6 separate regions of the Mus musculus genome follow, and regions 1, 2, 3, 4 and 5 are each linked to region 6. A link is a contact called in public ChIA-PET, HiChIP or PLAC-seq and promoter capture Hi-C data. All regions are on one chromosome and are shown on one strand. The core of a region is the stretch at or near the end of the contact, and the rest is flanking DNA. Distances in the headings are between cores, read along the strand shown.

Region 1 (4,268 bases), core at 862-3,361, 290 kb before region 6:
CTGTTCAGAGAAGCAGGGTCAGCATACCTCAAGGATGCGGCCCATGAGAGGACACCGTTGCTGCAGTAGATAGCCCTGCACCCTTCCTTACACATCCCAGCAGCCCTGAGTGCACTCAGTTGGTAAACGATAAACACTGAGGTTGGGAAGAAATCACTGTGGGGGCTAGGAGAGGAGCTAGAGTGGAGGGGATGGGGCTAGCTTGGTCAAAACACACTGGGTGCATGATTGAAATTCTGCACCCACCCCCAAAATAAATCTTACTTAAAAATACCTTAAAACTTAACTAAAAAAAAAATTCTTCCTCCCTATTGGTGCTTCCCACTGGCCAAGCTCAAACCAAGGGATACTGGGTAACGTTCCTTGCTATGATGGGTCACAAGCAGGTAAGGTAGACACAGATCTACCGGATGAGTAAAAATATCCCAAACATAGTTCTATAGCCCACCACCACCCACAAAAACCCACTCGCAATAACAGACCCACGCAGAGCTGTCAGGCAGGACACAATGTAGGGACTGGGGTCACCGTCACTGTTAACTCTTTCTGGACAGTTGCCATCAGGCACTGTGAGGCTGGTGGTAAGGGTGGAGGCTCCAGGACCCTAAGTCTCAGAGAGCAGGTCTGCGGACAGTCATCTGCCTGTCCTCTGCTTCCTTCCTGAACTCCACCTCAGACCTGCCCGACTGGAATCTGTCTGTAATCTGATTCCCGGGGGGACTTGTGGGTATAGGAGTTTGCTCAGAGGGCCATGGTGAGCCCTTGGCCAGTCTTCCTACAAACACATTTCTCTTCTGGTTGTGCTCTTTTTGTAAGTACTGCCCTCTGCCTGACTGTTCAACCAAATGCAAACCTGAAATCACCTTAATCCCACCCCACCCCACCCGGCAGCCCATTTAACAGTCTGCAGGGATCCTGCCTGTAAGCACCAGAGGATCAGATGACCATCACCACAGCCTCTCCCAATCAGACCCTCCCAGCTGAGCCCTTCACCACCGCAAAGGCTCCCGGGAGGCCTCCCCTGGCTAAAATGTCAGTCATCTCTGCTTTCAGCCCTCCACAGCCTCCATTACCTATAGCACAGACCTTTGTCTGTTACAGGGCCCAGTGGGAGAAGGAAACCGTCTCTGACCGGCTCTTCCATAGCCTGTCTTCTTTTGACCTTTGACTTCAGCAACTGGGGCCTCCTGTCTCATCATCAGAGCACAGTGCTCTTCCCTGTCCCCAGGTTCTCCGAGTGCTGTCCCTTCTGCTGGGACTCCTTGCTCTACATTTCACTGCCACCTCAATGGAGAGTGCCTTTCTTCTTATCATCTTCCTGTCTGTTTCCTTCCAGGGGCTTTTGATGACTTGTGCTCACCTCTCTCACGTATGCTTCTGTCTCTGGTCACTTTTCCCTGAGGTTATCAATCTATTGATAGTTACTCTACCTACATAAATATCTTACCCTCTCTCTACTGCCTTCACCCAGATGAACACCCTGTGGAAGGAAAGGGCCTTCAATGTATATTCATGAATTAAATCAAGAATAGTTACTTCTTGCCAGTCGTTGATGGCACACACTTTTAATCCCAACACTCGGGAGGCAGAGGCAGGAGGATCTCTGTGAGTTCAAGGCCAGCCTGGTCTACAGAGTAAGTTCCAGAACAGCCAGGGCTACACAGTGTGATCTTGTCTCAAACAACAAACAAACAAACAAACAATATTTACTTCTCCATCTTTGGGGTTCTCTAGCACAGCTCTCTACCACCTCTCCCTTTATAGACAAAGCTGTTGGTATGATCGGTGACAGTTCAGGGTTCAAATCTAGATCTTTTGCCCCTGGGGCCCAAACATTTATGCTCTATGGAAAGGCTTATGGTCTACATGTGTCACACACACACAGTCTTTTCAGCCATGTCCTCTCACAATGGGAACATGTAGTCACAACCGAAGCTTCTACTTCTGACAGCAATGTTCGTTCTGCTTTCTCCTCTTTGGGTCTTTTTAAATTAAAAAAAAAAAAACCCAAAAACCAAAAAAACCACTGCCCGTACAGTGAAGAGGAAAGGGTAACAGCTGCAGAGCTGCAGAGCTAATGGAAGGGCCCCTCCCGCTCTCTTCAGCTTAGTCTTCACCTTTGATCATGTTCCTCGGGCCACACACTTTGCCTCGGTGGCCACATGAGACTGACGTGTGACATCTGACATTTCCAAAGCAGTTTCAAAATTATGTCTCTTGAAGGCTGGGGCTATGACTCAGTGACAGTGTTTGCCTATGGTGCAGAAGGGCCCCAGCTTCACCCTCAGCACTGCATGAACTGGTCGTGGTGGTGCACACCTGTAAAGTGGAGGCAGGGGGATCAGAAATTCAGTCATCGCTGGCTACAGTATCTAGGCCAAGGTCAGCTTAGGCTACGTGAGACTCTCTCTCTCTCTCTCTCTCTCTTTTTTTTTTTGAGAACAAGAAAGAAAACAGCACGTTTAACCCAAGGTGCAGGAAATACACTGACTCTCTCACAGAAGGTAACATGGATAAAGCAGTAAAGGAACATTAAGAGCAGGCAGGCAGGGGCACAGTGAAAAGCAGAAGCTAACAGTATTGCTAGAATCTGAAGGGTCTTAGGACGGTAGCACACACAGAGAGAGCCAGGCCTGGGCATGTGGGCATGGCACAAGCTGTACCATTCTTCAGGGTCGGAGATCAGATGCTCTGTTAGAAAGGCTGTGGGCTTCTGGGCGAGTCACGTGGCCTCTCTGAATCTTGACTCCTCAGTGCACAGGGATGGCACAGAGTGGGTTTGGAAGGACACAGCTCCATCCAGCCCAGAGCCTGGAGCTTAGGAAAGGCTCTGCAAGCATCTTTTTTTTGCATGTGACAAGGTAACTAAGACACCGTACATGCTCTAGAGGCACATTCAATCTTCCTCCTTGGCATGGAAAAGAGAGAGAGGGGTGCAGTGTTGGGGGAAGAGCCTTGCTGGGCTCTGGGCCTAGAGCCACTAGCCAGGCCCACAAGACTCCCCTCCAACACAGAGAAGCCACATTTCAACACCAGGGACCGTGAGCACCCTGGAAAGTAAACACCCAAATGACAAACATACCAGACATTCCCCACATAAACCGGCTGCACTGAGCCAGGGGTTCCCCTGCTCCCTACCAACAAAGTAGGATAGTCCAGAGGTGAAACTTTGGCCAGCCCAGGCCAGCTAGGCTGGGCCGACCACCTCTCCTGCAGGGATGAGGAAATCCCAGGGTCTCCCTAAAGCCTTCCAGGGCCAAGCCTCTGGCCCTCCAAAGCACTTCCAAAGGTTGAGTACTGAAAACTACCTGCCCTTGGCCACCTTTCTTCCCTAGCCAAGTCCATCTAGTGCAAGTGGCTAAGGGCTGAATCTCTGTTGCTTCTGGGCAGGGCCTCATGAGCAAGTTCACATGAATGGCTGTTGAAGACAGGGGCTGCAAACCGAAGCCACCTTTAAGAGCTAGGCTGGCTAATTAATGGTTAATAAGGGAGAGGGACTGGACAGGGCTGTGTCTGCAGAGGGATGCCCAGATTAGCATCAGCCAAGCAGTTTCAATGCTGCCCAATCTTTCAAGTTTTCAAGACTAGCTGAAGATTTTTAAACGTAAAACCTCTTGGAGATGGAGAGATGGTATAGTGGTTAAGAGCACTGACTGCTCCTCTAGAAGACATGGGTTCAATTCCCAGCACCTACATGGGAATAAAACTGTCTCCAGTTCCAGGGGACCTGACACCCTCACACAGACATACATGCAAGCAAAACACCAATGTGCATTAAATAAAAATAAAGAAATAATTTTTTTAAGAAGTAAAACCTCGAGCTGGAGAGATGGCTCAGTCAGTGGTTAAGAGCACTGACTGCTCTTCCAGAGGTCCTGAGTTCAATTCCCAGCAACCACATGGTGGCTCACAACCATCTGTAATGCAGCCAACTAATTCCACTTTGAACCGAATACCACTTGAACCAAACCAAACAAACAAACAAATCTGTGGGTTGCATGGCCTCCAGTGGAGTCTGCCACCAGACACCTGGGGTCTCATCACCACCGTCAACTCTATACAACAGCTCGCCTCTTTGGATCATGAAAACACTTAGCCAGTGCAAGAGTTCCCACTTCTCTCTGACCTTCAAGAGCACCCTCAAGGGATCCCGAGAGGGTCTCATTTACCAGTGGACAAACCACAGTCTGCAGAGGGAAAAGTCGCTTGTAGCTCTCCAGGCAGGGAAACTAGCCGATTCTGTGCCGGCCGGCTGCCTCTGTCGTGGC
Region 2 (4,347 bases), core at 1,721-4,220, 290 kb after region 6:
CACAAACTTTTAAAGGTAATGTTGTATGGACATTTTTGTATTAAGACATGTATGGAATGTGCAGTGTGCACAAATGATGATTCTCGGCTCTATGTTTGCGCAGGTAAAAGGCAACTATCAGTCAGTTTGGACTGAGTAACCAAACTGTAATGTAAGTCTTCATCCATATGAGGTATGATGGGTCCATGCCATATAAGAGGATGACATGTAATCTTAAGCAGTCAGGAAGGTCCATTGGCTTCTGCAGTCATTCACATCTCAGACAGTCTGTGAGCTGCTCCCATGGAGGGAGTCAGCAATTATGCCACCTGTCCTGTTGAGTTCTGGATCTCTTTTTTTCAAGTCCGAAGATTTTTAGGTCTTCCTGGTCAAATCTAATCTTAATTTTGAAGGAATCCACAGCTTTTTGCTTCCTGTTGAAACAAGAGCAAAACCTCTTCCCCGGTACACACACTTCCTGACTTCCAGTCTGAGGTTCACACATTCTTAACATGTATAGGATGATTCAATGCAGCAGTCCTTTCTAAAATCCAGTGCTTTTTCCCCTCCAGCAGCTATGCTAGCTGTCTCACTGACGTTTTTTAAAATTTTAAGTTAATAAAGCATTATTTAATCTATCTCTGGGTGACCTTATATCACCCTTTTGTTTTTTGAGCATTTCCTTTAAAGTGTGGTCAGATCTATCCAAACTCTGTAAAATGAAACATATCCATCTACCAGATTTCATTTCTTTGGGTACCTTTAGGGTTATTTTCAGTAGGTAATGAAGCTTGATTATAAATAACAAAGTTAATTTTTAATCATCTGGAATAAGTTTAACAGTTTTTTTTTAAATGCAAAACAACTCTTTCTGCATGTTGAAAGTCGGTGATTATATTAAGAAGTTCTGGAACAGCTAAACCGTGAAAATAGCATATAGCTCTAACTTATGGCCTGCCATTCCTGATTTATTGGCATCTGTGTAAAAGGTAGGAGCTTTAGAAATTGGTGTCCCTCTGACTAAAGAAGAAGAATCCAGTTAGTTCTTTTTATAAACTGAAGTTGCTTGCTTTTGGAGTATTTGTTGTTAATTTCTTCCAAAATGTTATTGCAAGCCCTTTGCCAGCCTTTAGTGATTACTCATAACTAGGCCATATCAGCATCAGGATAAGGCACTCATCTCTGTGAAGTCTCTTCTTATAAATTGACTAAGTCCAACTCTTTCTTTTTTAAAACTTTTATTTATTAGATTTTACTAGCTACCTAATTTAATGAATGAAAAATTTAGCTGTAACCCAAATGAAAACATTGGTTTTTTCATTGTGTTTTTCAATAAATTTGAATGTCCCTTGCCCCAAATTTTATTTGAGTGCTCTGCTGCACACCAGAAGAGGGCATCAGATCCCATTACAGATGGCTGTGAGCCACTGTGTGGTTGCTGGGAATTGAACTCAAGAAACTTTAGAAGAGCAGCAGTGCTCTTAATCACTGAGCCATCTCTCCAGCCCCTTTCTTCCTCCTCCTCCTCCTCCTCTTCTTCTTCTTCTTCTTCTTCTTCCTCCTTTTCCACCTCCTCCTTCTTCTTCCTTCTTCCTTCTCCTTCTTCTTTAATAATTAATTTAGAAACCCTTCTTATATATGGTTTTAATTTTTTACTACTTACTTGCTAAAAGCACCCATTCTGAGATATCATCTTCTTTGTGTATAAGAATCACTGTGGGAGAACGAGTAGCAGGCAGGATAACTAAAGTTCCATTCAGCTGGGACCCAAGCGATCCACATGTGCCTCCTTCCTATAATGTCTCCACCAGAGCCAATTCTCCTTCAGCCTCAGCCAATAATGTTCTTGGACTGTTTAATCACCTTGTAAGGTTTGAATATAAATGACTTAGCGTTTGGGTAGCTAATCCAAGAGTGAGCTGCAGCTAGTTATTATCTCCCGGTAACTTTTGAAAGTCACCAAGAGTTTGTAAACAATCTCAATCTTAATCTGTGCCTTCCGTGGTTGGATTCCTCACAGACCTATCCTAGATCCTGGGTCATTAACAGAACTCCCTCCCTCCCTGTATTTCTTTAGCAACAATCTACAATCCCCAACAATGCAATATTCCTTTTTATTTCATCAAACATTTTCTTTAAGGTATCTACATCTGAATCAGCCAATAAGAATCATCCATACAATGAATGAATGACTAATAAATACCTTTGGAAATATAAACAGCACTGGCTTAGTACTTTATGCCTTGATTATGTTGTGTTTTATACTAGTAAGTTTAGCTCGCCCTAAATTTTTTCTTCCATAGAAGAACCATTGACACTATTAAGAAAAAACAAACAATCAAAAACAAACATTTCCCATACAGGGAACTTTAATACTGAGTTATTCCCAATATTAGGGAAAAACCAAAAAACATTTTAACAAAAATAAACATGTGTACTCTGTCCAATTGGCCTGGAGGATTTATCCTGGCAGAATTTTCTCTCCCGTTTCCCCCGAGTCTTACATTCCCCCTTCATCTGTCATCCCCTCCCCTTTACCATCGCCTCCACAGCCCTCTCTCCTCCCTCCAGGGGTGGCAGGAGCGGTCTGGCAGGGGTCGGCTGGCAGGGGTGGGCTCTTGAGAGCTGCATTCTGTCCCAGACGTGAAGGGCACACAGAGGTGCACCTGATGGTTAGACCCTGCTGGCTGGGGTGCCCTGTTGGGCTCCCGTGGAGAAAATTCCCTCTTTAAGATGGCAATCTGACTTTGGAGGAGGAATCCAGCCCGGGTTGGGTGGATATTAACCAGAATTGCCAGGATCTCCAGATCCACAGCAGGAGGGAGGGGTAGATTGGGTGAGGCCGAAATGACCTGCCACGATTGAGGAAGCAATCAGGTGGCTTTTTTTGTTTTGTTTTTGCCCCTCCCCAATCTCCTAGTTTCCCATGATATAGAGCGTTTTTTGAAACGCTGAGGTCAGAGAGAGGTGTCACAGGGAATTCCCCAAAGTCCCAGCTGTGAGTCAGCCCTGCAAATTTTAGAGAAACTGCCAACAGCCCTAATGACATTACTAGTCAATGTGTAACAGGGCTTTTTCTTTTTTCTTTTGTTTTCAAGAAGAATAAAAGATAGGGGGTTATCTGTCAGGGATCAGACAGAGGGTTGGAGGCCTTCCACCCACACCAAGCGGTGGGTGGTCTTGGCCAGAGGATATCAATTGCTACTTCCCTGTGTCTGATCCTTTAGGACAGAGCAAACTGAAAGTAAGAGAGAGGAGAGAGGAGAGAGGAGAGAGAGAGAGAAGGAACAGATTAGTCCTAGACAAGGAGGTGTAAGACAGGTGGGGCAGATTGATGTCGAAACGGGGGTGGGGGGTGGTGGTGATCGATCTGCTCAAGGACTGAATCAAAGAGGTGCCTAGGGGGTGTGGGAAGAGAAGGTTAAGTAAATAAAAACACAAAAGAATTTAATTTATAGTATCATATCAATGTAAACTTTTTTTTTTCCTTTTTGTTTTTTTGAGACAGGTCTATAAGCCCTGGCTGTCCTAGAACTCATTTTGTAGACCAGGCTGGCCTTGAACTCACTCAGATCTGTCAGCCTTTGGGGGACTAAAAGTGTGTGCCATTAGCCCAGCTAATGCTTACCTTAAATTTTATAATTAAATGGATTTATTAGAGAATGTCCTTGTTCTTAGAAGATAGCCATCAACAACATATTCCGGACTGATGGGTTATGAGGTTTTTCAACACAATTCTCATATGATTGTATAGTAATGGTATGAAATAATGTTACTAAGTATTTATAAGGTGTTTATTAAAATGTGTGGAAATATTAACACCTGAATTGGTTGAGATTATTTAAAGGTATGTAAGTGCTCATGTAACTTTTCTGGAAGTTTCAGATTTTCACAGTGAAGAAGGTGTTGCTTATCTGCACTGCCCTGAGGCAGAGTATACTCACTTCTTCAATCGCAGCATCTTGTAGCAGGGAGCGGATGTCTAGACGCATCATGTGACGAGGTGCAACTTCCCAGTGTTCAGCCATCTATTGAGATGTTCAGAACAAGTTAACTCTGACAACTACTCCAATAAAGACTAAGGAGAGTGTCAAGAGAAACACAACTAATGCTATAACTTTAACAGACTAGCTTTAAGAAGAGCTAGGCATCCCTTTCCACTTATAAGACAGAAAGGAGAACATTTATTAAAGCAGGCAGAAAGATTTCTGAGCGACTTAAGACAGCATTACTAGTGCTGAAAGAATGATGTCTGGGATTCTCCAGCATACCATGTTTCTAAAAATCACCTTGTTTATTTCTTTAAGCTTTCTTCCATGAATATTTCTCTTGCCACAAGTCTGGTTATCAGCACTCATTTCAGCCAAA
Region 3 (4,484 bases), core at 983-3,482, 370 kb before region 6:
AGATATGCCTAGTGTGAAGAAGCAATGGAGCCCTAGGTTCAATCTGCAACACTGAAAAGGAAGGAAAGGAGGGAAGAGAGAAGGAAGAAAAACAATAGAAGAGAAACTGAGAAAGACATTAGTACTTTTTAGTGACACAATCCCCCCTTGTGGCCACCACCACCCCTCAACTCTGTTGTTTCACTAGGGATGAAATACACATACAAGTTTGGTAGGGACAAACCTCAGAAAACCTTGCCGTGGTGTGTGTGTGTGTGTGCGCACACACACACACACGCACGCACGTATGCACCTCTAGGTTGGCAGTCGGGCCAGCCCCAGGTAGAGGAAAGCAGTTTGTGCCTCTTACTCCCCAACACACGCCAAGTGCCTTGTGTCTGTGGTTGCCTCACGCGCTCTGCCTGCTTTGCTCAGGTGCTAGGGTGCTTATAGCCTTTCTGAATATTGAGGATCTACGATGGACTTGGCATTCTATTCTGCTCCCTCCTGGGTTTTGCGATCCTGTTCCAAACCATCCATAAGCCTTGGACAATACCCAGAAGACACTATGAGCTTCCCTACACCTGTAAATCTCTGATGAAGTTTATTAAACATAGGAAGCGATTATCAATAAATAAACACAGAATGGAACATTTATGACAGTATACTATAGCTGGAGTTATTTTAAAACGTATGAATTGTTTATCTCTGGAACTTTCCATTCAGTATCCTCAGACCACAGTTGACATTGGCTAACTAAAACCATAGAGGGTGAAACTTCAAACAAGGAGGAGCCCTGTACTCTGTGCAGAGGCAACAAGCGCTTGGTCCAGAAATGTCTTCCAGTGTTGTGGGGACTGCGTCATTTACCAGCCACCACAGCACTGGGGCATAGAAGTTGCTGAGAAACAACAACTTCTCCAGATAATGGGGTTCCCGGACCTGAATAAACAGAACCTTGCCAAGTCCTGGGGGCCTCCCCCAAGTCCCCTGAGAGGCAAAGGAACCTCATTTCAGGCCAGAAGCTTGCAGGCAGCTCTTCTGCAGATCTGGGATTTGGGAAGAAATTTGGACTCTGGAATCTGGGCTTTTCTTTTCCATGTGTGTGCACACATGTATGGGTGCAGGTGCACGCATGTGTGACACGCACATGGAGGTCAGAAGAACTCCCACGGGCACCGTCCACATTTTGTTTGAGAGAGGATGTCTCATTACCTGGAACTGCCAGTGGCCCTCGGGCTTTCAGGGATCTGCCTCCAATCTCGCCATCGCCCACATTCCAGCCACGTGCTCCCCCCGCCCCACTTTTTATATGGGTGCTTGAGAACACAATTCAGGTCCTCCGTTAGCACTTTACCAACGGAGCCAACACCTCAGTTCTGGAAATCTGAGCTTTTAACAGGTGTCTTAGGTCGTTTTAACGCCCGGGCAAGTTTAAAAACCCTATTAAATATGATACAAATAATTAAAGCCTGCTTTAATTATTTAAGCATGTATTAAATGCCCGTTTAAGCTCCAAGTGAACTTAAGTGTTTGTGGACTGACTGGCTGATAACATCAATTGTTGGCATGAGAATGTTGACTCAAAAGTATAGTGGTTAGCAGATGTACGATAACTTGACATTTAAAATTAACCCTAAATGATCCAGCAGGAGTGAGCTGCAGGCTAAGGAGAGATGGGATTTATCAGCTATACTGCCAATCACGGAAACTCAGTACAGTCGGGGTTTCTCTTTTAAGTTGTGGAGGAGCAGAGGACCCTGACATTGCTCATCAAGACAGCTTCCATTTCTTTTGAAGGTCATATGGGAAGGCGCTGAGCCTCAGCGACACTTTGAATGCTCTCTGAGCTAACCAGGGCCCCTAGTCTGGTGCAAAGGAAACCCCCATCTCAAGCGGGCTGAGGGAAGCCGACAACTGGATGCTCAATCCCTGGCTGCTGCTGTTCCTGCAGGCTGAGGCCAGCTGGGCATTTCGCTGGTTTTTGTTTTCTGGCACATCCCAGAGGGAGGTCAGCCTTTTACCAGGAAGGCAGCGCCCCGTTACTGAAAGGTGGGCGAAATGAACCTGGTGGAGCGGTATGCTAAGACGGGAACTGGGGCCCTGAGTCCTGGCCCTTTCCTCGCCCCCTCTGAGAGTTTCCACTGGTTACACCATTTACTGTAAGTTCCGTGCTCCGAAGAGCCTGGGCAAACCCCAAGGCAGCAAGGAGGGACGGACTGGGTGGGCGGGCTCCGATCGTCTCCCCGCCTAGAGGCCGGCCTAGTTTTCGGGAAGTGACTGCAGGGCAAGTCACTAGCAGGCGCTCTGCGGAGCTCCCGCTGGCCTTCTCCTGTCACCTCCTGGGCCTACAGATGCCAAAGCCCACGCTGGGGTAGACCTGACTAACCACTGCCTGCTGCCTCTCACCATGAGGCAAAGTGTGTCTTTACCTCTTAAAGCCAGACGGCTGCTTGCAAGAGGAATGTCTGTAAGCTCGGAGCCTTGCAGACACTGGCCACTCCCTAGAGAAAGAATGACTTGTAGGAGGAAGTGGCTGCTTTGGGCCCCATCCCTCTAAGCTGTAGAGGGCAGCAGGGCCTCTGGAGAGGACTCATCTAGCTAAAGGGACAGTTGGGGTCAGCTGTTTATCCACAAAGACAATGACTATACCCCTACCCAACTTCCGGGTGTGAGAAGGGACGGAACTCAGTGAGGGAGAGGGGTGAGGGTGTGTGTGTGAAGGAAATGTCCTTCTACTAGGCAGTGTGGAGATCAAGCGAGCCTGCCTCCCTCCCTGCTCCACCTTAGCCTGCTCTCTTCACCTTTCAGAATGTGGTTAGGCCCATCAGGGTTCTCACAACGGCTGCTGCAGTCAGTATAGCCATCCTACCAAGGAAACCAATTGAGACCTGGAGCAAAACCATACTGCCTGGGTCCCTAAAAACAGGCTGGTGGCAGCAGTTATGAGAGGTGCTGTGGTCCTCATGTGTGTCTCCTCAGAAGCACAAAAACTTCAAATGCTGGATCCAAAGACCCATAGCCAGGAAGATCTGGGCTCCCACTGGATTCCTCCTTTCTGCCTCTCCTGTATTGAGGGTCTGACTATAGGAGCAACGAGAAGTCCTCAGCCCCCTGTGCCCCCAGTGCCCTCCCAAGGGATAGCAGCACAACATCACATAATACCACGGGCTGAGTTGGCCACGCCCCTGAAGCCACAGAATCGCCCACTTCCATCTGCCACCCTGGAAGAGCACTCCATTGAAGCGTCATCTTTCAACATGAGCCAGCCCTGGCTCCATGACCATGGTGATCATTGGTGGTCTTGGCTGCGTGGCCCCAGGAGGACTCTCTTTTCCTATTGGATGCCAGCTGCTTCGCCTGAAGGCAAGATGACTAGTCCAAAAAGATCCTCAGCTGGAGCCTGCTATTCCTGACATTGGGTCCTCCAGGGAGGACTAGTATTGTTGGTGACAGGTTCTAACTAACTAGATCTGGGTTAACCTTGCCATTTGGTGGTTATAGGCTACACGGGGTGCCCGTTGGGCAGCTAATGTCGACAGCTACAGGAATGGGGGTGTCTCCAGTTTCCCCTTGAATTTTCCAATATTTCAGATTCCAAATTGGCTACCTAGATGTATTAGTAGACTAGCGCCTGTAATCTCCTCCCCAAGCCTTTTGATATTTTTGTGCATGTGCCTATGGGTGTGTCTGGCACCACAATTTAAATAGATGTGCATATATGGTACACACATATTTTATTTTTTTGAGAGTCTTATTGGAGCCTAGCTGGACTGGAACTGACTGTGAAGACCTGGCTGGTCATAAGCTCACAGAAATCAGCCTGCCTCTGCTTCCTGAGTGCTGGGGTTAAAGGAATATGCCTCATGACACCCACCCTTTTGTATATTTTATAGCTATCATCATATTTAATCTTGGTAACACCACTGCATAACACACCCTTTTACAAAAGAGGAGAAACTGAGGCACAGAAAAGTTAAGCAACCTGTCAGGAGACCACACAGCTTGTAGGCTGCAGCACAAACACCCGTCCTTTGCCTCCTGCCTTGGGAGCCTGTGAGCTTAGATTGTCTCAGGCTCAGTTCACTGGCCAACCTCCCAGTTTCCCTCCCTCCCTCGAGCTGATCCTCCCTCACCTGTAGGGTCACCTGATGCCACTTCTATCTATCAAGAGCTGGGGGTGGCTAAGGAGGAGGCGTTGAGGTGTGGGAACATTCTGGGAAATCCCCAATTGGAGGGGCTGCAGAGGAGGTCACTCAGAGCTCCTGAGTGACAGGGGAATCCCCAGGCTAGTCCCTCAGCCCCAGGCAGCTGAGCTGGAGAGAGACTGGGAGCAGCTGGCACTGCCTGGCTGGGGTCCAGCCTGAGCTCATGCGGGGGGCTCAGCAGGGACTCCCCAGGCATATGCCTTACAGCTCTGTTCTGCTCTGTTCATGGCCAGCTCTCCAGTGCTTTGACTTTCCTGCATTTTCTTTGAAAAAATTTTATGTGCGTATCTGCATGCC
Region 4 (4,170 bases), core at 1,618-4,117, 350 kb before region 6:
TCCAGTGCTGTTCTCTGCTACTAAATGTTTTCATACATGCATGGGAGAGCGAAGCCCTTTCCACAACCTGACCCCTGCAGCTCTTGCCCTCTACTACTCTCCCCCAGTACTTAGCTCTACCACAGCAGAATCATCAGAGCTGGGCCCCACAGCCTCACTGGTGTGGGGCGCAGAGCCTAAGGGCAGGAGCATGGTAGGAAGTGTGGGTACTCACCAGGTGAAGGGTGTCGGCTTTCTGTGTCTGTCTCTGTCGGCTCTTCTGGGCAGCGATGCGATTCTTCTCTCTCCTCTGAACTTTCCTCACATCATCAGATGAGTCCTAGGAAGCAGAGATATCAACGGTAGGTCTGATCGTTCCTCTTAGTCAAAATAGGACATTGGTTTCCTCCCTCCTTTCCTTCCTTCCTTCCCGGTCCTCAGTTCTTTCTGTATTGTCCATTCCCCTTATTTACAAAAGGCCTGTACCCAAAGACATTTTCTTCAGCATTCCCTGCTACCCACCCTTGGGTCTCCTATGGTCTTCTTATGATCAAAAGCTACTCAAAAGTGAAGAGAAATTGAAGCCTCAGGAGGGCTACTTTGGGAAATTCCAGTTAAGATGCCATCACTTCTGCTCTCTCCAGAGCTGTTCTAGCTTCACTCTGTGTGTGTGTGTGTGTGTGTACATGTGTGTATACATATGTATGCATGTGAGGTATGTGTGCGTGTGAGTGTGTGTGCATGTATATATGTGCATGTGTGCGCACATGCTAAACCTTCTTGATGCTCCTTTTGCTGTTGTCTTTGAAAACTCCGCTGAGCATTTACCATGTGCCAACTTCTGTACAAGCGCGTTCGGAGACGCTATGCTTCAACTCCCCAGCTTTCTGAGCAGGCACCGTCTTTTCTATTTTACACAGTACGAAGCTGAGGCTCTCCACCCTGATCCCTGAGCTCATGGACATCCAGGGGTATGACATCTTTCTGGCACTGATGCTCAATCCTTTCTGAGAATTCCCCCTTGACTATTAATTTCATTGTGCTGCACCCCTAGGCAGAGGGCGCCGCCCAGATCTGTTTTATTCGGTCCATCATTGTGCAGACATCTTGAGACCTTCCTAGTCCTGAACATGATGCCTGCTACAGATGAGGTAACCCCACCACCACCACCACCAAATCATTTTATGAAGTGCAGGTCGCCTGCTTTAGTGAGCCACTGACGGGTGCTTTGGAGGACACAGTGCTCTTTGAGTGCTTTCTAAGTATCTCCTATAGAAGATCAGGGAAGAGAAGCCCTTCTGCAACCCCCACCCTGTCACCTACCTCCACTGGCCTGAGGGGCAAAGACCCTTGGGTCAGGTTCTGATTCCCTTCCCTCTTTACTCAAACTTTCCAGGTCATTCTAGCAAACGGACATTGGGTTAGAGAGGGCAAGGATATATTCTTCCTTTAATGTGCTAAGGGACTAGGTTGCCATGGAAGCTGTGAGTAATTTCCTTCTTAAGAAGAGACTGGGGTACCATCTTCCAGGCAGTCTGAGTTGCTCTGATACCATCGTGAGCGAGGGACTATCTCCCTCTTGAGGTCTTCACCAGTATGGCTTTTGGTGAGGGCTTGTGACAGATGTGGGAGCCGGTGGTCAGGTAGTTTACGTTTATTTTGTTTGTAGCGTTTTGCAGCCCCCTGGATGTGTGTGAGCCAAACACTCTACCTCTGAGCCCCTCCCAATATGTGTGCTAAGGAAAGAATATAGTTTTTAAGATGAGATGTAAAAAAGTTTAATCCGTGGGTCTATGTTGGATGAGGAGGAGAAATGTCTAGAACAAGGGGCATCAGGAACGTGGTAGAGAGACCCAGAAACCACAAGGTGAGAAAGGCATCCCATCGGAGGCATCTTTCAGTCTGAGACATTTCGGCTTGGTATCAGTCAAGAGTCTAAGAGTCTCAGAATCTTTCCCTCCATCCCTGGTTTTTCAGGGATGATATTAGCTACTAGTGAAAGTCTCTGACACGCCTCCTGGACCATGGCCTTCTTTCTTCTATCTGGAAGCCACATGGGGGGTGGGGGGGAAAGATACAGGTTGTAGCTTTAGCCTCCCTTCCCACGGACTGCTGGAGTTACCGAGGCAATCCGCAGGCAGATCTTGCCACTCTTCTCCTCCTGTCTACCTTGCTTTGATTTGCTATATTTCTCTTCCCTGACCTCGGTTCTGTCTTGCCACTTGCTTGGTTTTTTCCTGGAAAGCTACAACTCTAGGATTTGGGTGGAGCCCGAAGCAGCGATCTACTGGAACATTCCTCTGCTTATGGTTGACCATACTTCTAAGCTCTGTGATATTCACCCTGCCCCCAGCTTCCTAGAAAGTTTCACGGTGGGAACCTAAGTGGCAGAGACGAGGGGTACCTCTTGGAAAGAGAGGCTTTTGTGGCGGGATGCGAAGCTTCAGCCCTTGGACCTCTGTATAGCAAACACCACACGGTCCAGAGTCTGCTAGAGAGTTCCTGCCACGAGCTACTTCCTTCCCCAGACAGAGCTCCCTGGGCAGGACAAGGGAGCCTACCCCTCTTCTACCACCCCAGGAAAATCAGAAGGCAAGGCATGCGGGGCGTGGGGGAGGGGGACGAAGGGGGTACCTGTTTGCCAGGGGGAGGAGAGCGGCTGAAGCTGGAGTCACTGCTGTCGGAGCTGTGAGGCATGGTTCTAATCTTCCGGGCTCTCCCACACCGTCCCAGATGCCTCTGGGCGATCTTCTCACTAGCTGGCTCCCCTTCTTGACTGCTAGGGGGCCACCAGCACACCACCTTCCACAGGTACCTCCCCTGCTTGCCCAACAGCAACCTCTGACAGACCCCTGCGTCCTCCTCTCTCTCGGGTGCAGAGGGACTGCTCCCCACAGGGACATCTCGCTGCTTTGGGGCTTGCGCACAGGCCCTCTCTTGTGGTTTCTGGTAATTCAAGCTGGAAGTCACATGGGCGGAAACGTCAACAAGTTAGAAAGAAGGTAGAGAGAAAATACACATCTGGGAAAAGACCACAGAATTAGGTGAAAGAAAAAAAAATACACAAACCCCCAGTATCTTCCGGCAGGCAGTTTGAAAGGCAGAGCGAGCGCTCTTCAATTGATGAAGATAAAGAAGAAAAACAGCCACACAGGGAAAATCCCCGGCCAGAATTAGCAAGTTCTCTGCTGTCAACATGGCAGAGAGCAGCAGGAAAGAGCCTCCAGGTCACAGGCCTTGATTTTTAAATCTAAATACAGTCAGCGACAAGCCTGAGGACCCTTTCTGGGTTTCACCCGAAAGCAACTGCCCATCCTGTTTTATGACCGGCCTTCCTCCTTCACCTATAGGACAGTTCGGTGGGCTGGGGACAAAAAGAAAGGAGGGCACTGCCTTTTACAGATGACCAAGCAAGACGTTGGGGCTAGCTGAGAGTCTCGGGGAGTCTCTGGAATCGATGCTAAAGAAGTTTATTATCTATCCCCTGTCCTCTTAGCAAGACACTTTCATTCTCCCTAGAGAAAGGATACCTACCTTCTGTGGAGGGGCTCCTTCAGGAGTTCAAGGTTGACCTTGAGTCTTCAGAAGTCAGTGACGTCATAACCCAACAAGGAGAGAACGTCAAAATGAGGGACAGAGGCTCTGGACTTGGAGTCAGATCGATATGATGAGAATCCAGTGACTCCCTATCCCTACTCCCCCCCCCCCCAGCCTCCCACCACACACACACACCTAAAACCTGCCCCACCTACTACCTTTCAGGGCTACTGCAATGAGGGATGACAATTTGAATAGGAATGTCCCCCACTCTGTAAAGCATGCTGTGGAGTGGCGGTGTTTGGCATGTGTCCCATGACACGAACACGCTTGTCGCTTTAGTGAACAGTCCCATTCTCATCCCAGTGTTTTGGCTATTTTTTTTTAAAGTTTGGGGACTGGAAAGATGCTCAGCAGTTAGGAACACTGGCTGCTCGTCCAGAGGACTTGGGATCTAGTCCTAACATCCAGACAGTGGCCCAATCATCTGTTACTCCAGTTCCAGGGGTCCTCTTCCTGACTCCTCGGGTACCAGGAAATGGACACGGGGCACATACATATGTGCAGGCAAGACACGCACACATATTAAAATAAAAGCTCTTACTCTATTCCCAGTGTGGCTCAAATGCTCACCTCGATTAATCTGAGGGCTGA
Region 5 (4,813 bases), core at 2,041-4,540, 260 kb before region 6:
CCCTAGTCACAAACAGTCTCCTCTTAGGGCTCCCTGCTCTCCCTCTTCCCAAGAACGCAGAGCCATAGCATATGTTGACAGTAAACTACAGGAATAGAAAGGAAAGGTGCTGAGTCACGACTGGCTACCACAGGACAGAAAGGAAGCCTGGCACCTGCAGCTTCCTCTGTTTCTCCTTAAGTGTCCTGAAACTTGCAGGCCAGACTACAGCGGCACAGGCTATTAGCCACGGGCACCACTGACTGGCTAGGGCTCTGGCCCTGATCAAAAAAAACAGAGTGCCAGTATCTTTTACCTCTTTGGCTGGTCATTAGGGGTTACTCCCTGGGTAGTCATGAGAAGATGGAGAGAGGCAGCTGGGGTCAGGAGAAGCCACAGCAAGCTGGCAGGAATGGTCTCTCAGAGCACTCCCAGCCATGGAAGAAGCCACAACTATTTCCCAACAGACTCTAGGTCTTCCCTGGAGACCAGAAAGATGTCTTCTACAGAGCTCTGCCTGCAAATACAGCTCTATCCTCTGCTAGAGGCTTAATAAATGACACCAAATCATTTCTGCCAGAACCCAGAGAGTTTTATTGGGAACCAAGAGGACCTACTTCTCTATCTGTCCTCTCCTGCCTTCCCTCAGCAGGGACAATGCAGGGTATAGACACCATGGTGTATGGTGGCTTTGGTCTATGAGAAAAGAGGCACTGGCTAGCCAAGTTCTGGAAGTGAAGCCCTACCACTAAACCCCATGGACTATATCCAGCAATCAGACTTAATGGTGGGCTCTAGCCAGGCCTCCCACCACCAGTGAGCGCAAAGAAAGACTAGAAATTCCAAGCCTAGGTCACTGAGACACTTGTCTCTGCTGAGTCTCGACAAACCACACACACACAGAGGCACACACGAACACACATACACAGGCACACTGAGCTTGGCAGCCCCTGAGCTCAGAGAGCTGGTAACACAAGCCATGAAGCTGACTGCCAAGACAAGCAACAGAAAGAGCCAGGCCCAGTTTCATTGGCCACCATACGTTGCATATGGCCCGGGACGCAGCCAAAAGAGTGTTCTCACCCTCCTCAAAGGCATAGGAGACCCTCTGTTTTCAAACACACCTCCACAGAGCCTTAATTAAAGGAAAATGGAAAAAAATAGCATGCCTGTTGCTCTCCCCCTGCCTGCAGGGGTATTCGCACACAAACCCCTGCACGGTTACTCCTTTTCTCTTCTTCCCACTTTGGGTCTCAAACATAACTCATTCCCGTGGAAAGAAAGTCTGCGTTCTGCTGAAGAAAAGAATAAGAGTTATCCCCAGCCCTGGAGGGTTAGAGGGACCAGGGAGAGTTAGTGCTGAATGGATACAAGGCAGGCCAGCCTAGCGTCTGTGCTCTAGGGTTTGTGCTGGCTTCTTCCTTTCCAGTGTGTGTGTGTGTGGGGGGTGGGGGGGATAATTAGGAAGAGGGAGCGAGGGAGATGGGATGAGGAAGCAGGGCTATGAATTGTAATACCAGTTGTACCTCCATAACAAACCGAGGCCCAGGAGGCCCAGTTCTGCAAGCTGAAAGAGTGGGAAAGGATATCTTGTCAACAGGTGGGAAAGATAAACAGACCAGGAAGACAGGGGAGTTCCCTGGTAGTGCAAAAGGCGTCAGTGGATGAGTAAGGGACACATGTACCGAAGCTTTTCCTAAGTGACACCGTCACCATGATAGACCTGTCTCCTTGGAGATTACTGTAACCAATTTATTGACAAAAGGTTCAGAGGCCATCTCCCCCCAGTCCTTCCTGCAACCTTTCAAACCACCCAGCACCCAGCTCTTCAGGAAGATTCTAGAGCTCCTCTGAACTGAAGCCAACGTGGAAGGGAAACAGAGGAGTCTTTGAGAAATCCATCCTCCCTACTACTTTAGGCAAAGTGAAACCTCTGGCGCCTTAGAGGCAGGAGAATAGTTGTTTCTATCCCCGGACCTCAGGTTTCTGTAAAGAACCCTGCTCACACCTGATCCCCGGTTAAACTCTTCCCTAGAAACCTGCACGGGAAGATAAGCCCGCCATCCAAGCTGAAGCCAGCCAGATTTGCTGAAAAGCAGGGAAAGCAAGAGGGGGTGATTTTTAAACCCTGGAGGGTGGGGGAGACTTGGGGGTGAGGTCGAGGGACGAGGAAGACAGTTGCTAACAGCCTTTGGGACAGGCAGGTACCCAGCTGTGGTACAGAGCCTGTTTCCCATGCTGCCTGAATTAAGATCCTGGGTAGAGTGGCCCAAGATTTAACAATACACAGACCTGTGCCACAGTCCCCTGGAAGGTGCCACTCCAACACATAAGGGCTGGACAATCTTCTAGGGGGAGCTGACTCAAATAGTCGATTGATTCCCCTCTTGCACCCGCCTCTCCACCTCTATCCCCAAATGGCCCATCCATTTCTGCAAATGAGTCAAGGCATCCCAGGCCTGCCAGCTCCTCCAGATACCCAGGCAAAGCCTGTTTCTGCCGCTCCAAGGGTCCAGGAAGCCTAGCCTTCTTGGATAAGAGGGGAGGAAGAGTGCCTTCTAAACTGGGCAGGTTACCTAAAGAAGCCTGCTTACCTTCTTATATAACCTGATGTGCCTGACGGGATCCCAAGGGAACTGGGGACTGCCCCGTGGTTCCCTCCTAACCCAGCCAGAGCCCGCCGCAGCAATGCTCTTAAGCGAAGGAAGCCCTGTTGGTTAGATGCCTTTCTCAATACCCTCCCCTCCAGGTCTTGCAAAGAGAGCTACGGAAGAGGCTGAGGCGCGACCTGTCAGCAGGTCTGGGGCGTGCATGCCCCCTTGAGTCCCCCGCAGTCCCCGGCACAGTTTTCTCCCGCTCACCCCGCCCTCTCCTCCGTCTGTGCACAGCCTCCCAGCAAGAGCACTGGGGAAGGAAAGCAAGGAGGGAGCGCCCCGCTGTCCCGGCCACAGACAGGACTGTCCTGCCCAGCCGGGGAACCACCGGTGGGCAGCGGCTGCAGCCATCCGATAGAGTATTCCGGCCCTGGGGTGGCGGGAGCCCCAGCGGTAGCTACTCCGGGGGAGGCCACCCCAGGTGCCCGCAGCCCCGCCTCCCCCCTCCGTGAACCCACCGTGCAGAAGCCGCTGGCGGAGGCGGCGGCCCCGGGCCCAGAACCCTGCTGCAGGCGCGGTGCCCACTCCGCGCTGCTGCCGCCCGCTGCCCAGGCCCGTCCCGGCCCGGGAGCCGCCGCGGCGCCAGCCCCGCCGCCGCCGCTGCAGCGTCCGCTGCCGCCAGCGCCCCCCGTCGCGGCCGCCGAGTGTCCCTCCCGCAGGCTGTGGCGGGCGGCGGGACGGGTTGCATCAGCCCCGGCTATATAGCGGGCCCTGAGTGGCGGGGAGGGGTCGGGAATGCGGAACCGGCCGAGCTGCCAGCTCCACACGTCAGAGGGGGACGGAGAGGAAGAGAAGGAGGGGACGGGGAGGAGGGGGTGTGGATCGCCCGCTTCACACCCACTGACCTTCACCTCCCCCGCCGCCGGCGCCCTCCTCCCGCCGATGCTCGCGCTCCTCCGCCTGCGGGGCCGGCCCGGGCCCCGCCGCGCTGGTCCCGGCAGCATTGCGGTCCGGCGGCGCGCCCCGCCCGCGGCTCCCGAGAGCGCGAGGCAGCAGGACACGGCGAGCGGTTATGTAAGCGCATCCCCTGCTCGGCCTTGCGGCCGCCACCCCCAAAATGCTACACAGCCCGGGAGGCAGCGACGCGAAGGCGGCGGCCGGATGAGCAGAGAACCCCTTCCAGCTCAGCCCACGCCGAACCATCCTCCTCCGTCCGGTGCGCTCTCCCCCAAATCCAGAGCGAGGGTTCCGCGCAGTGGTGTCTTCGGACGCTGCAGGATCTCGCAAGCTTGTTTTGTTTTTCCGCGGAGGAGCATGGGCGGGGGTTTAAGGCGTTTGGAAGCCTTAATCCCTACCCACTGTCCACCAAAGCGTCCTGACGTCCTGAAGCCATGCGGTGAATGAACGAGCTCCTGAAGTGGAACTGCACCCTGAGGCCACCGTTGTTGTCAGTGGCTGGCCCAGTTTGAGCCAGGGCTCTTTGCCCAACTCCAGCAGGCTTTTGCCTCCCTTTGACAGGACGCAGCAGTGAGCCTACCTGACTTCTGCCAAACCTCCAAAGGCCTTCTTCCTCAAGGACTCCAGGGCCAGCTTCCGTGCTCTCTTCCCACCCTGCTACAGAAGTAGATAGTAAAGAACACTCTAGATAAAATATGACAGTCCCTCAAAGGCGGATTGTCTCAGGCAGAAATGCGTGTGGCATCTGAGAACTATTTGCACACACACATAGACACACACAGGTCTCCATACCCTTGGGGGGGGGGGCAGACCCCCGCCCTCTTTCCTCTTAAATCAGAAAGGAGTGGCAATGTTGACACTCAGTGACCTTCGGCCTCCTTCTCAGAGAGACAGCAGGTCATCACCCATAGAAGAAAGGAAGTGAAAGAAAAAGTTCAAGTCTTCATAGAGTACAAATGCTGAGATCGAAAGACCAACAGGGAGGGAAGGAAGTCCACGCGCCAAGCCGGACAAGCAGGTCTCCACGTGCGTGCCTGCCTGCAGGGAGGAATCGGTCTCCATTTTACCCGTAAGTCTTCCTGCAGGGGGGAACAGGTGAATGGAAAGAAACAGACCAAGCCCTAATGACATCACTGTCCATCTTCCCCGCCACCATCAGCCCACTTCCCTCACAACACTGATGAAAGGAAAAAAAAGAAAGACTCCAAAGGAACACACGCCACAAACTCCGTGGTAATGTGAATCACTCCTGTAGGACATGATTCTCCATCCCAGAAAAGCCA
Region 6 (4,167 bases), core at 1,094-3,593:
GGGCGGGGGTGGGGTGGGTACAAATGCTTGTAAACAGGAAAAATACTTGTTTATCATCTAAAGTCTTTCCCACTTCTCCTGGGAAAGTGGGTAACCTTTTAACCCTGCTGACCTGTTACAGGGCTTATCTCAATTGCAGTTCTGAGAATTACAGGGCTTGCAGTAAAGAAGTGGAATATTGAAGTTACCAGAGAATACCGTTAGGATGACCTGGATGAAGTATGCAGGTGGATGGGAAAGATGTAGTGGTTAAGTCTCAGGCTGTGCTGTTAAGGTTCCAGTTACTATGAACTCAAAAGCCTTTGTCTTATGACTTCCATAAATTCCTCTTGCATGGCATCAAGTGTTCTCTGGTACAATAGTGCCATCTGCTGTTGAAAAATGATCTAAGATCTAAGATCTTAGAATACAAGTCCTCACCATGGCAACAGCAGATGGTCAGAAATCTGTAACATTCATATATCAAGTGATAGGAGAACAATGTAAGTATGAAAAGAATAAACTTTGGGGTCAAAATCCATTTGTAGACTTTTAAGTGCAAAACCATAGCCTGTCTGTCCCATTAGCCTAACAAGAGACTCCTGTTTTCTGACGTGTGCCTTCCCCCCTAAGGAGCAGTGACAGCCGCTCTATTAGATTTCTATTTTCTTTTCTGAAAAATGTCAATTTTTCAGAGAGGAGAAAATAGAGCATTCTGTCCATGTTTTTGTTTCCAAGAACAAGTATAAACTTAAGCTCTGTAGAACTGAAATTCTTTCAAGTCCTTTCGATCATTTTGATCATGCCCAAAACAACCAAACTGGACAACATGCTTTTCAGTTCAGTTGAAGAGCATTTGCCTTTGACAGTAGGCGTGCACAACAGCATATCCGCTTTATAAACAGGTATATTATCTGCTTCCCTCCGTTCCAGCATAGTCAAAATAACTGAGAATCATACAGTTTCAACAAACCTTGTTCCTTACCATTGTCATGAACCCCCATCAGAGCCATCTTCTGTTTGTTAATGGGAAGAGGCATGTGGGATTTATACAGGCTCACCTGTTGGAGATGTTTGTGTAAACTTTCACAAATAAAAGCTAGCAGAAACCATTTGAGGTGTATTTGTCTGTTAATCTTTAGTGCCCCTTTGTCTGGGTGAGCAAGGATTCCTCTATAATTGTTGTTTTTTAAAGCACAGGGAGTGAAAACAGATAAATTAAAGAAAAAAAAAGTCACTGATTTACTGCAGGGCACTTAAGCAAAAGGATGTTTTAATCATTATGCTAATGAAAGAAATCTTGAGCAGATTTCCTCAGAAGGCTAGAGCTTTGAGAGCCAGTAAGATGGCTCTGTGGATAAAGGTTTTGCCATGCAAATCAGGCAACTTGAATTCAATCGGCACACACACACACACACACACACACACACACACACACACACACACACAAAACAGAGCCCTAATCACCTACTCCTTTGCTTTAGTTTCCCACTGTCCACAGGAAACACCAAACTGTACAACATACAAAGTGTACTTCCTGCTTCTGCCCAACAAGTGTAATGGCGCCAGTCCCATAACCTTAGTTTCATCACGCCCTGCCCTTTCCTAATTCTGGGGCCAGACTGCAGGGTTTGCCTCTCAAGTTCCTCCTAACTAGCTGTATCACCTAAAACAATCCCCACCCCACCCCCAACAGACACATAAACATTGTTTTCATGGCGCTCTGAGGATCTGGGGCCATAATATCATTAAAAAAAAAAAAAAAAAGAAAAGAAAAGAAAAACAAAACCCTTTAGCATTGTCCCAACTTAGGCAACCCTGTGGTGGTCATAGTCCTGCAACTTTATAGACTTAATGAAGAAGGAAAAGGAGGAAAAGGAGGAAAAGGAGGAGGAGGAAGAGGAGGAGGAGGAGGAAGAGGAGGAGGAGGAGGAGAGGAGGAGGAGGAGGAAGGAAGAAGGAATTGTTAAAGTTGTCAGAAGTCTAATGTTTTAGCTTGCTCCATTATCTTTGCTACACTATCGCTACAAAAAAAAAAAAAAAAAAAAAAAAAAAAAGGAGCCCTGCCCAACAAGCCAAGTGACAGCTAACACAGTCACAGCTCCTGGGACAAACGTGTCGCCAGGATTAGCCTGGACCACCTCCAAAATGTGACGCAGTCTGGAAAGCTGGTAGGGGGTTGTAGGGAAGCGGTCTGCAAACCCGCCGTGTGGTCACTCTTCCGCTTCCACGACACTCGCGGGTGTGAAGGCCAGCGACGCCCAAGGTGTGCGGGACGCATCTGCAACAAGTGGGCACGCGAAAGGCGGAGGGAAAACCTCGGCGAGCCGGAAACACTAAGAACCGCTTCCGGGTCAGGGGGCAGGAGCCACCATGGAAGCTCCCTGGGCCGCGGGGCCACCTAAGCCGCTGCCTGGCGTCTGAGGCCATTGAGGCGCTAAGCGGCCGGCCCTGCCCGCCGTGGATACGCGGGCGGCTCCCGGCGAGCTGCGGCCTCCGCCGCCATGTCGGTGCTGGGCGAGTACGAGCGACACTGCGATTCCATCAACTCGGACTTCGGAAGCGAGTCCGGGGGTGGCGGGGACTCGGGCCCGGGCCCCAGCGCTGTCCCAGGGCCGCGAGCCGGCGGCGGGGCGGCGGAGCAGGAGGAGCTGCACTACATCCCCATCCGCGTTCTGGGCCGCGGTGCCTTTGGGGAGGCCACGCTGTACCGCCGCACCGAGGTAGCGGCCCTCGGCTCCGGCCGCTGCCGGGCCTCCCCGCGCCCTCCTTCCCGGCCCCGCTTTCCAGTGCTGCTTGCCCCTGGCCCTCTATGGTCAGGCGTCCCTTGGGGTTTAGGTCTCGGGAACCCCACCGTGCTTTCGCTTCCCCTGCTGTAGGACATTGGTTTAATCACCGCTGTCACTGAGCGAGTCATTGAGCGGTCTTTTGCATTTTAGTTTTCCCATTTGTTAATTGGACTTAGCGATAACAACCTCGCCCCCCCCCCCAAAAAAAAAACCTTTACTTTTTTAAAGGTTATTTTGAGGTCCAAACGAAGGTGCTTTGCACATTGGGAACAATATAAAAAGCTTACTTGCTCTTTGGGAACAGTCTGTAAAAGCTTACTTCCTTTCGTATAGCTGTTGAAGGGCGGGATGGGGAGTTGGTGTGTACTTCCAAATAGCCACACTGGCAGCTACAACACACTGCTAGCCCTGTAGGCTTTGTTTTCTTGTTTTTGTTTTTGTTTTTTTCATAAATGATCACTCGGAGGATTTCCTTGATCACCAGAAAGATCATTGTTTGTTTGTTTGTTTTCTTGCTTTTCCTTCAGTGATTGTATAAGACAAATACTTTATTGGTGGAGTTGAGTCTGGAGAAACAAGGACCCCTTTCTTTGAGAACCCAAGGAAGCTAAGTCATTTTTCCCACCTTCTTGCATAAGGTCACAATGGAGAGACCCATGAGTTACTGAATCCAAAATTAAGAATGTGTACTGATTTAAAACCCTGTAGTGAGTCTACCTCCAAAAGTTAACCATAACTTGAGTCTAATCACCACAGCCTTAAAACTCTAGCTTTAGGGTAAACATTTAATGAGAACTTGCTGAGGTTGCAAAAGGTGATTCATGCACTTGCAATTCTAGTGTCTGCTCCCAGCCAGAACTTTTTGTGCTGGGGATAAAACGGGCTTTGCCAGTGCTCAGAAGGCATTCCACTACTGAGCCATACCTCCAGCGTCCAGCATATATCTATGAAAGATGGAAGAAAAGTAGTTGCAAGAAAATATCTTTGTGTTCTTTTCTATTCCAGTAACCAACCCATTAGTGGACATTATCATCTGTAGTCGCCTATGTTCTTATTTGTGCCGATTATTTTCTAGCATTTAAGTCAGTATAGTTAAGTGGCTCACTTTCTCACCGTTGAGCAGTGAGTACCAGTTTCCTATCTCTGTCTTATATGTCATGTTCAACTTGGTTACTAGCTTTGAGTTAATTTTATCACACTTCTCAGAACTGTATGACGCTATCTCTGTCACATGGTATTTATAAGATATGAACTTACAAAGCTTCTGAGAAGTAGCCCTTTCCCTCTAGGTTATAGTTACAGCAAGAAGACCAGCCAGTCATGTTAGTAACAGGGTCTTAGGTGTGGATATCCCAAGGAGACAAAAAAAAAAGCACTGAGGACTCCTCGCGGGCAGTGC

Evidence for each region. Promoter capture Hi-C pulls out the DNA fragments that hold promoters and counts their contacts. ChIA-PET counts read pairs in DNA pulled down with a chosen protein or histone mark. HiChIP or PLAC-seq counts read pairs in DNA pulled down with a chosen protein or histone mark.
Region 1: a contact with region 6 is called in an RNA polymerase II ChIA-PET map of memory CD8 T cells, with 109 read pairs. The contact joins the enhancer-like site here to the promoter of Nek9 in region 6. A contact is called at or near these places in 1 of 39 promoter capture datasets (macrophages), 2 of 484 Hi-C or Micro-C datasets (bone marrow-derived macrophages and differentiating embryonic stem cells), 10 of 115 datasets of contacts at active chromatin or transcription factors (VIP interneurons, bone marrow-derived macrophages, differentiating embryonic stem cells and 6 more) and 3 of 9 other capture datasets (adipose tissue, liver and macrophages).
Region 2: a contact with region 6 is called in an H3K27ac HiChIP or PLAC-seq map of extraembryonic endoderm stem cells, with 2.3 times the contacts expected there. The contact joins the enhancer-like site here to the promoter of Nek9 in region 6. A contact is called at or near these places in 3 of 39 promoter capture datasets (cranial neural crest, embryonic stem cells and hippocampal neurons), 1 of 484 Hi-C or Micro-C datasets (muscle stem cells), 1 of 115 datasets of contacts at active chromatin or transcription factors (extraembryonic endoderm stem cells) and 5 of 9 other capture datasets (adipose tissue, embryonic stem cells, liver and 2 more).
Region 3: a contact with region 6 is called in an H3K27ac HiChIP or PLAC-seq map of regulatory T cells, with 6 times the contacts expected there. The contact joins the enhancer-like site here to the promoter of Nek9 in region 6. A contact is called at or near these places in 9 of 39 promoter capture datasets (the 3T3-L1 cell line, the C10 cell line, cranial neural crest and 5 more), 4 of 484 Hi-C or Micro-C datasets (CD4 T cells, bone marrow-derived macrophages and megakaryocyte progenitors), 14 of 115 datasets of contacts at active chromatin or transcription factors (DN3 thymocytes, bone marrow-derived macrophages, cardiomyocytes and 10 more) and 4 of 9 other capture datasets (adipose tissue, embryonic stem cells, liver and 1 more).
Region 4: a promoter capture Hi-C map of liver shows a contact between it and region 6, with 4 times the contacts expected there. The contact joins the promoter of Batf here to the promoter of Nek9 in region 6. A contact is called at or near these places in 22 of 39 promoter capture datasets (the 3T3-L1 cell line, the C10 cell line, the HPC-7 cell line and 13 more), 3 of 484 Hi-C or Micro-C datasets (LSK cells, bone marrow-derived macrophages and megakaryocyte progenitors), 8 of 115 datasets of contacts at active chromatin or transcription factors (the HPC-7 cell line, effector CD8 T cells, embryonic basal ganglia and 5 more) and 4 of 9 other capture datasets (adipose tissue, embryonic stem cells, liver and 1 more).
Region 5: a promoter capture Hi-C map of neutrophils shows a contact between it and region 6, with 9 times the contacts expected there. The contact joins the promoter of Jdp2 here to the promoter of Nek9 in region 6. A contact is called at or near these places in 22 of 39 promoter capture datasets (the 3T3-L1 cell line, 3T3-L1-derived adipocytes, the C10 cell line and 14 more), 30 of 484 Hi-C or Micro-C datasets (the 3T3-L1 cell line, B cells, the C10 cell line and 25 more), 17 of 115 datasets of contacts at active chromatin or transcription factors (the SCID.adh cell line, astrocytes, bone marrow-derived macrophages and 13 more) and 5 of 9 other capture datasets (adipose tissue, embryonic stem cells, liver and 2 more).

Annotation. Positions count from the first base shown.
Region 1 is chr12:85,622,719-85,626,986 of GRCm38.p6, reverse strand. The region is part of intron 2 of Jdp2 (Jun dimerization protein 2); the gene reads right to left. Among named protein-coding and RNA genes, the nearest start is that of Jdp2, 25 kb to the right of the region's middle. Within about 2 kb of position 2,111, at least 91 of the 459 cell types and tissues checked have an H3K27ac peak or open chromatin away from gene starts, as enhancers often do. A contact at or near this core is called in bone marrow-derived macrophages, effector CD8 T cells and memory CD8 T cells, where this site is marked.
Region 2 is chr12:85,049,949-85,054,295 of GRCm38.p6, reverse strand. Ylpm1 (YLP motif containing 1) reads right to left here. Exons shown (of 21, transcript NM_178363.4): 15 at 4,269-4,347; 16 at 3,924-4,007. Among named protein-coding and RNA genes, the nearest start is that of Prox2, 45 kb to the left of the region's middle. Within about 2 kb of position 2,970, at least 76 of the 459 cell types and tissues checked have an H3K27ac peak or open chromatin away from gene starts, as enhancers often do. A contact at or near this core is called in extraembryonic endoderm stem cells, muscle stem cells and pancreatic islet, where this site is marked.
Region 3 is chr12:85,703,434-85,707,917 of GRCm38.p6, reverse strand. All of the region lies in intron 2 of Batf (basic leucine zipper transcription factor, ATF-like), which reads right to left. Among named protein-coding and RNA genes, the nearest start is that of Batf, 19 kb to the right of the region's middle. Within about 2 kb of position 2,232, at least 326 of the 459 cell types and tissues checked have an H3K27ac peak or open chromatin away from gene starts, as enhancers often do. A contact at or near this core is called in DN3 thymocytes, adipose tissue, bone marrow-derived macrophages and 12 more, where this site is marked.
Region 4 is chr12:85,685,417-85,689,586 of GRCm38.p6, reverse strand. It overlaps Batf (basic leucine zipper transcription factor, ATF-like), which reads right to left and starts at 2,867. Exons shown (of 3, transcript NM_016767.2): 1 at 2,614-2,867; 2 at 215-319. The coding sequence starts at 2,676.
Region 5 is chr12:85,597,893-85,602,705 of GRCm38.p6, reverse strand. It overlaps Jdp2 (Jun dimerization protein 2), which reads right to left and starts at 3,290. Exons shown (of 4, transcript NM_030887.2): 1 at 3,092-3,290.
Region 6 is chr12:85,337,538-85,341,704 of GRCm38.p6, reverse strand. It overlaps Nek9 (NIMA (never in mitosis gene a)-related expressed kinase 9), which reads left to right and starts at 2,343. Exons shown (of 22, transcript NM_145138.2): 1 at 2,343-2,702. The coding sequence starts at 2,484. It overlaps Tmed10 (transmembrane p24 trafficking protein 10), which reads left to right. Exons shown (of 5, transcript NM_026775.4): 5 at 1-1,091.